2 separate regions of the Triticum aestivum genome follow, and region 2 is linked to region 1. A link is a contact called in public Hi-C data. All regions are on one chromosome and are shown on one strand. Each heading gives the region's core, a stretch centred on a gene start, on an enhancer-like site or on the middle of the called end of the contact. The rest is flanking DNA. Distances are from core to core; before and after follow the strand shown. Region 1 overlaps LOC123164384 (alpha/beta hydrolase domain-containing protein 17B). Region 2 has its middle 100 kb from the start of LOC123169096.

Evidence for each region. A called contact is a pair of places that touch in the nucleus more often than the background predicts.
Region 2: a Hi-C map of leaf shows a contact between it and region 1, with 8 times the contacts expected there. The contact joins two enhancer-like sites. A contact is called at or near these places in 2 of 5 Hi-C or Micro-C datasets (leaf and an unstated tissue).

The regions. Positions count from the first base shown.
Region 1 is chr7D:367,798,955-367,804,571 of IWGSC CS RefSeq v2.1, forward strand. LOC123164384 (alpha/beta hydrolase domain-containing protein 17B) reads left to right here. Exons shown (of 5, transcript XM_044581826.1): 5 at 1,595-2,325. The coding sequence ends at 2,005. Among protein-coding and RNA genes, the nearest start is that of LOC123164384, 9.3 kb to the left of the region's middle. Within about 2 kb of position 3,562, at least 6 of the 8 cell types and tissues checked have an H3K27ac peak or open chromatin away from gene starts, as enhancers often do. A contact at or near this core is called in leaf, where this site is marked.
Region 2 is chr7D:368,589,485-368,595,101 of IWGSC CS RefSeq v2.1, forward strand. No RefSeq gene overlaps it. Among protein-coding and RNA genes, the nearest start is that of LOC123169096, 100 kb to the right of the region's middle. Within about 2 kb of position 2,472, at least 3 of the 8 cell types and tissues checked have an H3K27ac peak or open chromatin away from gene starts, as enhancers often do. A contact at or near this core is called in leaf, where this site is marked.

The DNA of each region.
Region 1 (5,617 bases), core at 2,312-4,811:
CGAGCTGATTTGGTTTGATTCAGTCTGCTGTAAAATTATAATAGGCACAGGTAGGCCTTGCATGGCTTGACTTCCATTATTCTGCTCTTTGGCCGAGCCCAACAAAATGTGTAGTGTAGCCACATGATCAGGTTTTTTGTACAAGTCTAACTGAATCTACAATCTAGTATCGTGATTTCTGTTTCCTACGCTTATCTTCTACAGGTTTCTTTTTCTTTTTCCTGTTTTGGTTTTGGTTTTGGTTTTGGTCGGAGGCCACCTTTGGTGGTACTCCCTCCCCATAATATAAGATGTTATTACAACCGGTATACACATATCGGTTGTAATAACATCTTATATTATGGGATGGAGGGAGCATGTACTGCTGTACCTTCTTTGGTTGTTTTCTTCTAATACACAACTATGCGTGTTCAGGAAAAAATATAGAAATACCATAGTTCCAGATCAAATGCATGTTCGAGAAATAAAAACTATAAATGCCATAGTTCTGGAACACCACCACTTTACTGGTAACTGCCCAGTTTCCGCTCTTTTACTATCACTTACCTGTCAGTCATAATTTGATTACAACTCTACAAAGTTGACTAATTTCATTGCTCCTACAATATCGGTGGTGTCAGCATGTGTTATCCATAGCTCTTACTGAGATGGTTTCACATCCTATATTCCTGTTCCCAGCTGGGACTGCTTGTTATCACTAAATATTTTGAACCTTGCGGCTGTAGTATCTTTAGCTGTGCCTGAAGACTCTTAATTGAGAGATCAGTGAGGATAACTTAGCTGCTACTTTCAAACTTTTCCCTTGTGTGTAAATAATACTCCCTCCATTGGCAAATATAGGATGTTTTGGATATTTAGTATAGACTACATATGGACTGAAATGAGTGCTAAGCCCTGTTTGCTTGAGCTTCAGGGATCATATTCAGCTTTGCCAGTGAAGCTAAATCTGGAATCTGAAACACCCAGCTCTTTCGTTTGAGATTCAGGGGCCAGATTCAGCTCTTTCGTTTGAAGCTGAAACAAACAGCTGAATCAGCTTTGCCAGTTAAGCTAAATCTGGATTCAGGCCATTTTCAGCAAATCCACATGTGATTCGAATCCAATCAAAGCTCAAACAAACAGGGCTGCAGAATCTGCTTTGCTAGTAAAGCGAGTCCATAGGTGATTTGAATCCAATCACGCTGAAACAAACGTGTCTCTATATACATCCGATTCAGAAAAAAGTTAGAACATCTCAAACTGAAACGTAATATTCTTACAAACTTTCCTTTTGTAGTTCTCTTTGTTTGCAATGTATATGGATAAACCGCTTCGTAACCAGAGTACCACGTGTTGCTTGATGTGGTCAAGGTGGGCAGCATTTTCATGGGCCAATACTACATTTCCTTAGTCAAGGTCGATGAAGAAAGCATGAATGGCTCCCATAGTTGATGCACTCATAGTTCTCTGAAGTGATTTTCTGTTTTCGACTAACCATTTATGTGATGGATTGATTTATTATGTGTACTCTTTCTTTCTCAAAGTTTTTCGCATGCACCAACTTGATGGTGTGTAGAAGTGTTGCTGTTAATTATACACGTATTGACGTTTGCAGGGGACCGACGACGATGTTGTGAATTGGTCACATGGTAATGAGCTGTGGAAACTGGCAAGGGAGCCGTATGATCCACTATGGATCAAAGGAGGCGGTCACTGCAACCTGGAGCTGTACCCTGACTTCATCCGCCACCTCTCCAAGTTCGTCCGCGAAATGGAGAGCGTGACAACGAAAACGAGGCTGAAGAAGATTCGGCAGTCCCTCGAGCCGACAAAGACGGCATACCGCGCGAACACGGCAACAACTACCACCTTCACCACCAACTGTTGCTGCCGCATTCGAGTTCGCAAACCAAGCTGCAATCTCGGCTGCAGCTGCTGCCATGCACTGAGGAAATGCTTCGCGTTTGGTGCATTCAAGTGCCCAGCCTGCTGCAGCTGCTTCAAGTGCTGCTGCTGTGGCGGATAACACCGATCTCTATGTGCGTGTGCTTGTGCTTGTATAGGAAAAGGAACGGTCCTGGAGATATATCTTCTAACCCTTTGAATGCTCTAGGACTAAACTTAGTTTTTTCGGTTGGAAAAACATGTATGGCAAGATAGAGATGCTCCTGTATCCAGTTGTTCCCCATTCTCCTATGTAGTAGTTGTAGTTGCTCGACAGGTTTGTGTAATCAGCGATGGCATAAGCTGTTGGCTATCGAGCTTAGAAGAGTCGTGATGTTGTGAATTGATTTGAACCCAGCCCAGCCATGTTTCAGCTCTTGTGATATGTTTCTCATCCATGAACCCATGAAATCTCTGAGTTTAGATGTGGTTCAGCTGCAGCTAACACCTGAACTGGACTGTTGAAGCCAATTTCATCATGAAACAGGTAACAGAATGCAGCTGCTGGCCCCATTCTCTACGCCCGGATGAGGAACAGGACACATCGTCGTCTTAGACAAGACAATATTTCGAGGTTAAGCCGCGGCAACCTATGTACACTGTCAGTGGCATATCAGAAGGTGCTGCAGTAGCAATACTCCAGTCCAGTCCAGTCCAGGAGGACCACAACCAGGCCGACTCTGAATGAATGAATGGAAGAAAGGAATGATGCACCCCTCATTGATGCGTGCAGAATCAGAAACTGGGCTTATGCGTGCCGAACCCAACTGCTGAATAACCAGCCAACCTCTTCCTTGCAACCAAGGCATGTGAGACTGCGTGACTGAACCAACAACACAGGATCAAGCAACAAGGCAATGATGATTGCAGCACAAGAGCTGCGGTTCCTATCGAACCATAGACGGACGGCTATGTGTCTATGTGACCCTTTGTTCGTATGATATGATGATGGTACAATCACCTCTAGTAGCAGAGTGGTCGATCGTTGCAGCAGGACAGCTTCCTTCTGTGGCCTGTCTTTCTAGCAAGAATCACTGCTCGTCCAAGGTTTCTTGTGCTTGTTCCACATAAAAAAGAATGCACTGTTTAGAATCGCGGTCGATGAGCAATCACTGTTTCAAATTTGGACGAGATGAGCATCCAAGGTGGGTACAATGGTGAGCATCCATCTACGACTACACACGTATGACATGGCATTGTTGTAGTGTTGATGTTTGTACGTATTTATGCATGGTACACTAGTACCAGCCAGTGGTGAGCTGGGCATGCATTGGCGTCAGCTTCAAGGACTATTGTCCTGTACCTTTCACCATAAGAATCTACCCAACCTAATCATATATATTGTATTTTTCTTTCCATTCCATCCAAGGTTCCACTAGGTACTAACCCAACCTAACTATATGCGCTACACATTCTTTAGTCGGTCCTAGTATGTGCCTAGCGTAATGGCAGAACATGACGATGCGCCAAGATCCTGGCGGGACTAAGACAGGATTGGACTGATTGGCAGTTACAATTGTGCCATGCTGGTGCGGGTGCTGCCATGGATGCTCACTCCTCACTCACTGTTCATCTGTGTATCAGCTATAGTACACTATTATTAGTGGTGCTGTACCAGTAGTATTCTTAGCAGTAGCTCAAGTGTCTCAGTACACTGGTCCATGCACGGCAGCCAGTGTGACGTGTGGGGGCCAGATGATGGCGAAGCCCTAGCTTGTTTGCATGCACATTCTCCGTTTTGCTTCTCCAGCCCTTCAAATTAATACGATTTTCTTGTGTGGTTTTTATAGGTCATCATGGGTGTATTACAATATTAATCTAAGTTGATTGATTCTGTTGTTGTCTATTCTTGCGACCTGGCTGGCAGATCTTGTTCTGTTGCGCGGCCTGCTTTGGTTGGTTGGTGTGTCTATTTAATCATCGATCGCATTCAACTAAACTAATCGCATGATTTGCTGTTTGTTTAATCCATCTTTCAAATTATCAACGGTTAGGGTTCCGGCTCGTCTGGGCCTGAGTCTGCTTGCTTGCAGCACATGAATTTTGCATGATTTTGTTGCGGGGATGCTTTGTTTATTTGAAGGCATATGCTTTGCTTGATTTTCTCAGCTGCATTATTATGGCCATCACTGTGGTTCACTGCATTTGCGCATTGGGTGTGCAGTGGTGGTGGCGGGGTGGGTAGCTGGGGAGTCCCCTTACACCTGTGGGGCCCACATGGATAGATATGAACATGCAGCAGGGGGGCAGACAGTGCTGTAGCACCTGCACACAATCACAAGGAGTGTCATGTGTGTGTGTGGTACTGGTCGATGTTCTTCAGCCTGCCTGCCCTTGCTGGAAGCAAGACACCGAATTGATTTTCTTGAACGTTGCATGTATGTTTGGTATGGACAGTGCTATGTAGTATTGGCATGTTGCATCAGTATAACTCGTTACTAGTATGGTTTTTATTTTATTTGCGGATTTTTTTAATCTACTCATCAATAGTCGTACAAAGAACATCAGAAGTAAGAAAAATTACATCCAGTACAAAGAACATCAGAAGTAAGAAAAATTACATCCAGTACAAAGAACATAAGAAGTAAGAAAAATTACATCCAGGTCTATAGATCACCTAGGGGCGACTACAATCTCTGGAGCGAGTCGAATGCGCACCGTCGTCATCATCCCTCCCTTACCGGAACTGACCAAATCTTATTGTGTAGACAGTTGGTACATTGTCGGCACATCAGAACAATAACAGACACCGATGAAGAGAAACGTAGATCGAAAGTATTCAATATATATACACACAGAACGCAGACGAGCAAAGACCGGATTCAAGTAGATCCACCGAAGACAAACACCGGCTGAATCATGAGAGAAATGCCGGTATACGCTCACCGACGACGCAAGACGCCGCCCGGACAGGATTTAACCTAATCTATTCTATCTCTTGTTTCTTTTGCCGATTAGTTATAGGAGCATGTAGAATTATACGAAGAAGCACATGATTGAGCTGAGCTTTGGAATGTTTTTGTGCCGTGAGTGTAATGATTAGTAGCAAAGCCAATTATGGAATGGTGTAGTGTAGACTGGAGCTAGCTCTGGGTATTTTTTATTTACAATGACCCCATCACCATCAGGATGCATGGGGAGCTTTGTGTCAGAGGGGAACTGCCTGCCTCTGATGGAGAAGAGATGCAGACGCAGATACAAACAATGGAGATAAGACAAGAGCAAGACAGTGGCGAGTGTAACCGTATGATGTACTCCTAGCTACTAATTATTTAGTGGGAGCTAGCTAGGTATGTTGTACACAATGTGAATGTGGTGTCTCATCTCATCTCTGGTTTTCCTTTTTTATGGTCAGGGAATGCCTCGTCTAATGTTTATGTATGTAAACAATGACGAGTAGTACGTCACTAGACAAGGACGGTAATTAAGTGGCAAATGGTGGTGCACACCTCAGTATATATGTTGTGGACACATTGATGGTGCTCATCAGTTGGGTGGGATATAAATAATCGTAAACGGAAGCGGTGCTAGAAAGAATGGAAGGAATGATGATGATCACTTGTGAAATGTGTTGGCGAAGGGCCACGTTGAAAAGTACTCCCTCTGTAAACTAATATAAGAGCGTTTAGAAGTACTAACAAATTCCTATCCTAGTAGTATATCCTTATTGCCTCAAGAAGAAAGAAAGTGTCAT
Region 2 (5,617 bases), core at 1,222-3,721, 790 kb after region 1:
TCACTAGGCGACGGTTCCAAATGCCATCGCGGAAAGGGGTTAAAAACCATTTTATAGCACCTCGTTGTACCAGTGTATGCCTATATCGAAGGAGGTGTTCGGCCGATTCAGAGGTTATGTTGGCACACATATTGGGTAAAACCTTTCTCGTCACCCACTCCAATCATATATACACCGTCTTAAACAACGGTCGGTAGTGTAGGCCACAAACGAAATCAATGTGTACAACGATATATAACATACATAGAAGAAGATGCTTTACTATCAAATACAAAATCATTTTTACATACTCAAAAGCGGCCCATAATAAGGTAGATGCTCCAACCCATATTAGTATGCTAAGCCTATTTGCTATTCCATCAAGCGAGTGACCATATATATTGGCCACAATTGTAGGGGATACAAATTAGACATTATTTGGACGACTGACTATGTAGAATGTGCAAAGTTGCAATAGAAGAAGGGGTGTTTGATTTTCTTGTGAGCACAAGAGCTACACCTCTATTTTGTTTACTGTCTTTCGGTACAATATTCGACCCAAAATGAATTAAGCTTGAATAGAACATTATTTCAATCCAAGATCATTTTTCGAATCTTAGAACAAAATTTGAATCCTAAAGTCTTTTCTGAATGTCACGAATAATTTTAAAATTTCAAGAACATTTTTTCGAATGTCTTGAACATTTTTTAATTCCAAGAATAGTATTTTGAATTCAAGAACATTTTTTGCATCTTAGATCATTTTTTTATCAATCCAAGAATATTTTTGGAACTTTATAATAGAATTTGAATACTAGATCCTTTTTTGAATGTATCAAATATTTTTTAAATTCCAAGAACAATTTTTGAATTCCAAGATCAATTTTTGATTTCCAAGAACATTTCTTGTACTCCAAGAACAATATCTGAATTCCAAGACTATTATTTGTACCTTAGAACATTTTTTGAAACTTCGAATTTTTTGGGATCCTATAGTGCTTTTTGAATGTATCAAATAATATTTAAACTCCAATTATGTTTTAAAATGTCTTGAACGTTTATCGAATCTTAGAACATAATTTTAGTTCTATAAAAAAATTGAATACTGGGAACATGTCTTGAACCTTAGAACATTATTTTAACCTTAGAAGAAAATTTGAATCGCAGAACTGTTTTTGAAGGTCTTTATCTTAGAACATTTTTTTGAAACTTTGAATTTTTTGGGATCCTATAGTGCTTTTTGAATGTATCAAATAATATTTAAACTCCAATTATGTTTTAAAATGTCTTGAACGTTTATCGAATCTTAGAACATAATTTTAGTTCTATAAAAAAATTGAATACCGGGAACATGTCTTGAAACTTAGAACATTATTTTAATCTTAGAAGAAAATTTGAATCGCAGAACTGTTTTTGAAGGTCTTGATCAAATTTTGAATTCCGGGAACTTTTTTTGAATCAAGAATTTTTTTTGAATCCTTGAAGATTTTTGAATCCAAGAACATTTTTTCAAATCTTAGAATAAAATTTGAATAGTAGAATCTTTTTTGAATGCCTTAATAATTGTTTGAATCTTATAACATAATTTCAATTCCAAGAACAATTTTCGTATTTCAGGTTTTTTAATCGAAGAACTTTTTTGAATAAAAAAATGAATTGTGAGTGCAAGAACATTTTTTGAATCTTTATAATAAAATTTGATTCCCAGAACATTTTTTGAATGTCTTGAATAATATTTGAATTCCAAAAACTTTCTTTGAATCCAAGATTTTTTTCTGAATTTCCAAAAATGTTCAGAAGTTTAAAACTATACTTTTATCAGTACTAAGAAACAAATTATGATTCTTACTACAATTCAAATGTTTCTGTAGGTTTACACAAGAATGAGAAGGAAATTTTATAATGCAAAAGACCCCGGAAAGATGTTTACACACTAGTACTAGCTCTCAGAAAATCAAAATGTGCTCTAGCCTATTTTTTCTACGCACGAACTTATGTTTTACAGTTTCAGTATAGTTCTTTGAGATAGAGCAATTTTTGCTTGTTTCCTGCTGTACATAATTGGAAAGAGAAATATGAACAATTCTCTATTGAAATTAATATTTCAACACTCTCTTCATTCTTTTTAAACATTTTGTTGCTTTTGTGCAACAGTTCATATGTGAGAAACAACGAACGAAGAAAAACCCTGGTGAACCAGATAACATCGAACCAACAATCCCGCCAGAAAAAAGCGAACCAACAGTGAAACAAAAACGAGCAAATAAAAACACGAGACAAAATATATACGACCCAACAAGCCCGCCAGTTGGATGCAGCGTGTGAAACAAATGTCATTTTGACGGAAAGAGCGTCACATAGGGGTTGGGAGAGCATACGTGAGAGTGGGAGTGTTAGGTGGGCTAGGCAATGTTTTAGGGTTTAGGTTAGGTGGGCTTGGTAAAGGTAGGTGGGTCTAGGTGACTGGGGCGCTGCGGCTTTGTTGGGCGGCTGTTACACCAAATTCTATTTAGCGCTGAGGTTATAGGCTATTTCACCAACCGACACACCCCTCCTTAGCCCTGGGCCTGGCCCATTTACTTTTTCTTTCTTTCTGTTAACCTTCAAAAAATGGGTGTGTGCGAACTCCACACCACTTGGTTTACTTCAAACCGCAGTGACCAACTGGGCACCTTATCTATTAATGCTTACTTACTTCTTTTTCTTCTTCATTTTACTTTCCTTTCTAAAATTCGAGAACTTTTCCAAATTCGTGGAATTTAGTTAAATCCATTAACTCTTTTTTGAATCCGTTAATTTTTTTGAAATGCGTGAATGTTTTTCAAATCCACAAATTGTTTTTAACTTTTACAAACTTGTTTTCAAAACTCGCGAACCTTTTCAAACTCATGATTATTTTTTCAAAATCAATGAATTTTTTCAATTCTTGATTCTTTTAAATCTATGAATTTTTTTCAATTTTCTTAAACCTTTTTAAGTGCCATGAACATTTTCAAAAAGTTGAAATTTTGTGAAATTTGTGAACTTATATTCAAATTTCATGAACTTTTCCAAATTCACGCACTTTGTAAAATTGGTGATTTTTTCAGATTCCTTAACTTTTTTCAAATCCATGAACTATGTTTTCAGTTCATAAAATTTCTTCAAATTCATGTACAATTTTCTCAAATTCGTGAACTTTTTTCAAATTCACGCACTTTATATAATTACTGAAAAGATTTCAGATTTGTGAGATGTTTTTAAACTCACAAACATTTTTACTTTAAAAAACCGATGATTAGTTTTTTTGATGAACAACACAGGACAAAAAAGGATAATTGAGAAAAAAGGAAATAAATAAAAATAAAAAGGCAAGCGAGCTAGTACATAAGCGAGGCTTGCTGGGCCGCGGGCCATGAGGAGGCCTCGACTGTTTGGGGATCCCATGAAGAGGTCTCGACTGTTTGGGGAACCCCATGAAGAGACCTCGGGATCCCCAAACAGTCGAGGCCTTCTTTTTTTTGCTTTTGTTCACAATTCAAATATTTTGAATAAATATATTGCAAAAAAAACTTTACATAAACATTTGAAAAAATGTTACACAAGCATTTAAAAATAAAAAAATGCATATAGGGAAAATGTTTCTCATGCATACAAAAATGTATAGAAAAAATACAAATGTGTATGAAAAATTGATCATATATTGAAAAAATGTTAGTAAGCATTTAATTCTTTTTAGATGTGTATAGAAACAATATTGGCCATGTATTAAAAAAATATTAATCTTGTATTTGAAATGTTAATCAAGCATTTGAAAATGTTCAAAATGAATAAAACACTGTTGACCATGTATTCAAAGAATATTAATTTTGTATTTGAAAATGTTAATCACGCATTTGACAAATGTTTAAAATGTGTATAGATAAAATATTGGACATGTACAAATTTTTTAAACTGGTATATGGAAGCCCTGGCGCAGTGGTAAAGCTGCTGCCTTGAGACCATGAGGTCACGGGTTCAAGTTCTGGAAACAGTCTCTCACAGAAATGTAGGAAAAGGCTAGGTACAATAGACCCAAAGTGGTCGGATCATTCCCCGGACCATGTCCAAGCGGGAGCTACATACACCGGGCTGCCCTTTGGTATCTGAAAAATGTTAAACATGTATTATAAGAAATTATTAGATATATACCAAATCTATACAATACGTATGGCTATAGTAGACATCATATTTTCAAAAAATGTTAATCATGTATTTCAAAAATGATAAACGTGTATATGAAAAATGTGTACTTAAAAAAGACACTGATTGTAAATGAGAAAGAAACAAACAAAACCTATGGAAATGAAAGAAACAAAGTAGTGAAAACCAAGTAAGAAACCTTGAAAACCAAAGAAAAACAAAGAAAAAGAAATGGATAGAAAAGAAAACTCTGTGAAGAAAACAGTTGAAAAACAAAGAAATTGGAAAATAGTAATAAATGGGGAAAACTAGTGAAAAAATGGCTCTTTTCCTTTAAGTAGTTCACAGTTTCTATTCTCCGACGAACCTGGCAGTGACGCATTGGCTAACAGCGAGGAGACCATGGTTGGATCCATAGCTTTCTTCCTTTTCTCCCTTTTCTCTTGTTTTAACGGTGCGCTAGTGGGCCGACCCACTACTGCGCACACTTCAGACAAGAGCTTCTTTCCTTCCCGCTATAAGCGATATATAGCTCTTGCACTGCTGATAATGAAGACGGGGAGAGCTCCTATTGCACGCCCCCGGGCGTCCAATAGGCGAGGTTTCGCAGAAGCATCACACAAAACGGGTCGTCCCTTTCCCACGGGTCGGATTGAAAAAGTCAGCCAAAAAAACCCTGCAAGCGACGGAGTTGAACCCAAGACTACACGCTAGATATCAACATTGCCAGCCACTGAGTACGGCTTAATTACAATGCTATCGTTAAAGTACTATGTAAATTGGTAGATCCTTTTTTGTTTTCAATTTTTCAACATTTCTTTGAAGAAAATATCAAAAAAATCCTTAAATTATTTTGAAAATGTTTGAAAATCATGATTTTTTTAATTCGAACAAACTTTTTAACGTGAACAATTATTGAAAACACGAATAGAAGTTTTGAAATTCCAAATGATGAACAATTACAAAATATACATTGAACATTTTCGTGATAATACATTAAACAAATATTTAAATACACAATCAACATTTTATATAGGTTGAACAATTTTAAAATGCATAATGAACATGTTTTAAAATATGTAGAACATTTTATTAATATAGGGTGAACATTTCCGTAAATATATGATGAACATTTTTGCATAATACAGAAAACAAAAGATAAATAAAAAAGGAAGACAGAAAAAAAAGAAACAGAAAAGAGAAGAACCAGCAGATTGACCGTTAGTCGGCCCAAACTGGAGCGTCGGGTGGGCAGGCTTCAGCGAAGCCACGTTGTTTTCACGCTTGGGAGCTCCTAATCGGCGCGTTCGGCGCCGTGGAAGCAAACCGGCGGCGCCTACTGGCAACGCTAGTAGGCCGGCCCACGGACGAAAGAAAGCAGTTAATGTCACGCGAGAAAAACCGCAAAAATACGCCTGAACAAGGACTCAAACTCGCGCCTGTAAATAGCAGGTTTTCTCAGCTAGCCACCACACCC